2 separate regions of the Sus scrofa genome follow, and region 1 is linked to region 2. A link is a contact called in public promoter capture Hi-C data. All regions are on one chromosome and are shown on one strand. Each heading gives the region's core, a stretch centred on a gene start, on an enhancer-like site or on the middle of the called end of the contact. The rest is flanking DNA. Distances are from core to core; before and after follow the strand shown.

Region 1 (2,991 bases), core at 329-2,828, 61 kb after region 2:
GAGGAAGTATCCTAGAGGGCAAGCTCTACAGGACTGCTGAAGCCGGCCTCACCTTCCACCCAAACTGTTCTCAAGCCTTTCCAACCACCAGAAAGAGAGGCAGGCCAGGAAGAGAACACATGTTACACGTTTCAAAGACAAACAAGTTTCAAGAATATACACAAAGAATGACAAAAGAAAGCCAGACCAGCCCTGAAGCTCCAATCAGCCCTTGGCCAGCTCAACTCACATGCAGCATTCAAACAAGCTACCAAAGGCACGGGGGAGATAGGGTTCCCCGCCAGCCATCTCCATTCAGGGCACCGATCCCCACACGCTGGACACCCTCTAGCACGCCCACCGTTTCCCGGCGGGGCGTGCGATCTCGGGGCCGCCGCCGGGGACTTTAAATCTGGCTGACCAGCAACTGCAGCTGCAAATGCCTCCTCCGACCCCGGCTACTCCTCCAGTGGTAGGAAGGAAAGCGCCCAGCTTTCCTGAGCCTCTAGATCCTCGGAGAGGATCGAAGCACCCCCCAAACTGCTCTCCTCCTCCAGCAGCCACCTACCCACAAGTCCCACCTCGGAGGAGGAAGCCGCACGCAAGGGGGAGGATGTGGATACGTTCTCCCGGCGGACCAGTGGCAGGGTCCCGGGCAGCAGGGAGGGGAGTGGAAAAGGACTTCCTAAAGGTGGAAAGGGGTGAAGTGGGGTGCCGGGGGAAGGGGGAGGGATCGACAGAAGGATTCAAGGTGGCTGCGGGAATTAAAAGTCAGATCCAGGTTTCCCGGGAGGGGGGAGTCGGCCACCCTAGGGGGGTGGGAGTGACCGGGTTGGGATGGGGGGCAAGTGGCCACCAAACGCGGAGGAGGGGAGGCGTCCAGAGACTCGAGGGAAGTAACGCGGCGGGGCCCCCGCGGCTCCTCTACCTGCGGCCGCCCCCGCCTGCCTCCGCCCCGCCTCGCCGCCTCCCCGGGACCGCGGCTCGGGGCAGGTTGCCGGCAGGAGGCTGGCGGCCCGGGCTCTGCCGCCTCCTCCCGGCTGAGCCCAACTCCACTCGGGCCCGGCCGGGCTCCGCGTTACCTGTGCTCTGCCGCCGGTGCCCAGTGACCACGGCCTCGCCGGTGACGGGGTGCAGCCAGGTGGTGCTCTTCGCTTCCTCGCTGCAGGGGTGAGAGAAGGGGCCGAGACGGGGCGTGAGTGGGGGCGCGGGAGGAGCCCAGGGGGCCGGAGCGGCACAGACCGGCTCGCTCTCCCCGTGTCGCCCGCCTCCCGCCTCCTCCAGGCCCCCGCGCCGTCCCCGGATCTTTACTTGATGAAGAAGACTCGGCCGCCCCGGGTGATCCCGTAAGTCCAGGAGCGGGGCAAGGAGCAGATCCACTCCAGGTTCAGATCCGCCGCCATGTCTGATCCCCAGCCGCTGCCGCCGCCGCCGCCGCCTTCTGCTGCCGCCGCGGCTGCCGAGGGAGGAGGGAGCGAGCGAGCGAACGAGAGAAGGGAGCGCGGAGCGAGCGCGGCCGGAGCGAGCGCGGCCCGAGCGCGCCTTCCCGGCCCGGCGCGCCCCCGCGCGCGCCCTACCGCCTCGGGCGGCGCCCGCCCCACCGCCCCGGCTGGGTCGGGCCCGCGCCGCCGCCCCTCCGCATCCTCCGCGGCCGCCGGCCGGCCGCCCCGCCGCGCGCTCGGGGGATGGGCGAGCGGCGCCGCGCCCCGCAACCAGACCCCTCCCTCCCGCACCCTCCTCCGCCCCCGCCGCCGGAGCGAAGGTTCAGAGATCGATTTTTTAAAAAAAAAAAAAAAAAAAAGGAAAAAAAAAAAGCCACACAGAAAAAACGCGTTCTGCTCCTCGGGCTTTGCCTGAAGGCTTCACAGCCCTGAGCGTGATTCAAAGAGAGTGTAATCTACGCTCCCCTGAATGCTCTCTCTTTAAAACAACAGAAAAACAGCATCTGAGCTTTGTTTTATAAGAGCTATTGGATATCCAAGAGGTTAAAAAAAAATATATATATATATATACACACACACACACATACATATAGCTTTAGAATAGAGAGCTGTTTTTGTTGAAGCACACGGAAGGTCTCTCCTGTATGTGTTCTGTGTACCAGATATCAAAGATTTGATTAGTTGCGGTGAAACCCATGAAATATGAGTGGATTCAGGCTTGATAAAACAAGTTTGCCTCTTCCTAGATCCCTTAAATCATATAATGTTTTGTAAAATACAAACTTGTCTTTTTTCTTCTTTTTTTAAAGATTCATTTATTCATTAATCTGGGTTTCTTTCTCCTATCTTGTAAATTACAATAATGGCTAACTTTACAGAGTCTTTGTAACTGTGTATGTTAAGTCCCCACAACAGCCTATAGATATAATCCCCATTTTACAGATGGGAAAAATAAAGTTTAAAGAAACAGAACTTGCTCAGGGTCACAGTACTAAGTGGCAAAGTCTGGATTCAAACTGGCTTTAATATTTCAAAAGTCTGTCTGTATGTAATTACATTCTATGCCTGTTTTAAAAGTTTTGTCCCCTCCCCACCTTGGTTCTTTGAAAGAGAGAAGGGCAGATTTCACTGCAACTAAGCTCTCCCTTAACACCAGCTAAGAGCACCGGACTCCTCATTGTTTGGTGCTCAGCCACACTTGGAATTGCTTCTGCGTCTCTGCAGCAAGATGACTCATGCCAACAGGATACACAGCTCACTAATATTAGTACTACTTGTATTCTTACAGCACTTTTTTCTGACCAGTTTTTCGGGCCTCTGAAAATATCTTGCTCATCTTCCCAATTGCCCAAAGAGGCAAATAATCTTTTTCAACTGTTATGGAAATTAAGGCACAGAAAGGGTAAATGACCTTGGACAAAGCCAGATCCAGCACCTTAGGTGGGGCCTAGAGGAGAATGCAGTTTCATTGGACTTTTTCTCTCATACTCTAATTCCCCAAGGCCATTCTGTCTTTGGTGAAAAGAAGTCTGCAATTACTGCTATGATTTTCCTGTCCATCTGCATATAC
Region 2 (2,867 bases), core at 124-2,623:
TGCCCTCAATCTGTAAGCACAATAGCAGGGACCTCTCAGCCCAGAATGTGCTCTGCAAATTTCTCCCTCCTTCACTCCCAGGGACATCTTCCTCCCACATATTGTTGTTTGAAATGGTTTACTTCAACTCTCTCCCTCTTCAACCAACCCTTGAATCAGTCTATCTTCTGTCTTCTACTTTCCACAAGCACCGTGATCATACTGAAGCAGAACAAACCCCTTGGATCAAAGGAATAGTCCAACTCATTTCTTGTTACCAGCCTCAGTCATGTCATGTCCCACTTGAAAACTTTCAGCTTCCAGACTGTAGTCAAGTAAAACCCAAGTTCCTTTTTAAGAATCTGACTTTAGGAATCCTCTAGGGAATTCCAGAAGATCCCATCTTAGTCTTCCATCTTGCACGACTGCTTCACAATGCTACCAGACCCACCCCAGCACAGTCTTCAGGCCTTTGTGGTGCCCTGTCTCATTTCAATACCCTTTGTTGTGCCAGGGTATTATTCAGACTGTGCATCTCTTGAAAACCATACCCACCCCTACTAAGTAGCACACCGGCCACAAAGTCTTAAAGAATTTTGCTGGTACCACTAATGGGCCCCTGCCTTGCCCTGCCCCATCTGGCCACAGAAACCAACATCCCAGCTGGGCTAAAGGAGGTAGTGCACCACTGTTGTCTCTTAGGTCAGACATTCTGGGTCCCAATCCCAGCCCTGTCACCTCCTAGCTTTGTGATCTAGGGCAATGTTCACATCTCTGGACTAAATTCCCCTACCTGAAAAATGAGGAAAATAATAGTAACCTCCTCATAGGGCTATTTCAGGACTGAATGGATTACTAGAGGTAGCTGGCAGAGCATCTGGTTTACAGATTCTTGATTTTTACTGTGGTTCCCTTCAAGAAGTGACTTCCTCCTTCGATCTTAGTCCACTTGGCTGACACATGTGATGAGTCTAATCATTACCTTCCCTTTTCCCTGAAGGCTGGACTTGTGACCTGTCCCACAGTGCCAAGCTACGCCACTGCTTTCACCGATGGATGTCAGCTCCCAACCCCGGTAATTCAACACAGAGATTACCATGAAGCGGTATCTCCTTCTATCGTCTTTCCCCTTTTCCCTCCTGACAACCCCCCACCCACTCCTCAAATCAGATCCTTAACCTATCTTCTAAAGCATGGTTTTATTCATCCACTTAAACACCATGATTTTAATAACTGACTGTAGACGAGTTAGTCCTTCTAGCACTGACTTCTCTAGCAAACAAACCCCCTGTCCAACGACTGCATCAATGAAAAAAGTCATCATGCTGTCATTGTTGTTACTGGTCTATGTCCTATTCACCTGTATACCTATATTCACCTGTACACCTATATCCTACACACAGGTATATGGCCTCGTTCTTGACAGCAAGGACTATGTAGCAATCATCTTTGACTCCTTCTGACCCAAACACAAAAACGGGCAATTTATCCTTGCTTATAATCATAATCATAAATGTCATTTCATTTTTCACAAGTTTTCAGTGACATTTCTTTACACTAGTGTTATCTTAAGACTAATTACTAGTCTCTTCCATACAATGTGTTTTAAAATATTAAAATAACCAACATAGCTACATTAATGGCTTTCAGTATCACCTTTAAAGAAATCACTATAACTGAAGCCTTCAGAGCCTCAACCTCAGTTGTATGAGATCACTGTGCTGCATTCAAACAGATTTCAGATAACTTTAAAAGACAACACAATACTACTGTTCTACTTCATATACTCGAATGCTTCTCCTTTAACCTTAGCTCACTGCTGAATTTAACTTACTCGATAATCTAGGACTGATTCAGGTCTACCTCATGCTTTTATGGGCCTGGAGCTCTCAGATGCTCTGCCATCTTCTATTTGGTTATGGTGAGTTCTGATCATCTCAGGTAAAAAGTGAAATTTTATCAGAGACGGAGGTGTTCTTTTTAATCTGATATTTTCAGGAATATTAAAGAACAAAATTGATTTCTTTTTCTTTTACAATCACTACAAGATAACCAGAAGATTTCTTTCAACCATCTGCCCTTCCATGTGAAATACATACAACCTTAGGACAGTGGTTTGGAACCCTGGCCATAATCACCTGTGGAATTCTTGAAAAATCAATCCCAGGCTCCACACCATAGGGGTCTCTGATGACCCCAAGTTTGAGTGTTGCTGACGTTTGCTGAGGAGCCAGGAAATAAGAAGCACAGCCTGACGTAACTTTCTTTCCTTCAAAAGAAAACACTATATTTCAAAGATCTACATAAATATAGATATATTAAAATATGTATATTGCATCCAATTAATCATTTAATCTAAAATCTCATGTAACCAACATATTATAAATCATTGTAATACATGTGTCTTGACAAATATAATTACAATAATCACTGTCAAATTTCTTTCCCCAAATGATCAGTCTTCATATTGGCAATTTTCTAAAACAAATAAATGTTCAGGTGTAAAAAAATTTTTGCACATCAAAAGTAATAATACAACATACCTTCTAAATACTTTTTAAACCTTGGTATCAGGCCAAACTGTTCCCTATCTGCCTGCTGCCAATTTAAAACTCACTTTGCTAGATTTGTCTACACAACAAATTCCTCTGCATTTTATTATTTTTGTGGGTGAGGTGCCCCAGACTGAGCACACCTCCGCCAGGAGAACAACGCCCCTCCCAGGCTGATGGAGGAGCTTTCTGCTGGGCCTGCAAAAAACAGTGAGGGACGAAAACGCCCTTGATTACTGTCAAATAACCTTGTCTTTCAGAGTAAAAATTTTAATCCCAATGGTTATTTAAAATCTATAGTCAGTTGTTAAGCCCTTTAGGACTCAAACAGCAGAC

What was found. Promoter capture Hi-C pulls out the DNA fragments that hold promoters and counts their contacts.
Region 1: a promoter capture Hi-C map of liver shows a contact between it and region 2, with 6 times the contacts expected there. The contact joins the promoter of PLEKHA5 here to the enhancer-like site in region 2. A contact is called at or near these places in 1 of 5 promoter capture datasets (liver) and 12 of 47 Hi-C or Micro-C datasets (embryonic fibroblasts, fetal heart ventricle, fibroblasts and 5 more).

The regions. Positions count from the first base shown.
Region 1 is chr5:54,015,401-54,018,391 of Sscrofa11.1, forward strand. It overlaps PLEKHA5 (pleckstrin homology domain-containing family A member 5), which reads right to left and starts at 1,579. Exons shown (of 25, transcript XM_021092279.1): 1 at 1,291-1,579; 2 at 1,062-1,141. The coding sequence starts at 1,382.
Region 2 is chr5:53,954,213-53,957,079 of Sscrofa11.1, forward strand. The region is part of intron 3 of PLEKHA5 (pleckstrin homology domain-containing family A member 5); the gene reads right to left. Among named protein-coding and RNA genes, the nearest start is that of PLEKHA5, 61 kb to the right of the region's middle. Within about 2 kb of position 1,374, at least 6 of the 83 cell types and tissues checked have an H3K27ac peak or open chromatin away from gene starts, as enhancers often do. A contact at or near this core is called in liver, where this site is marked.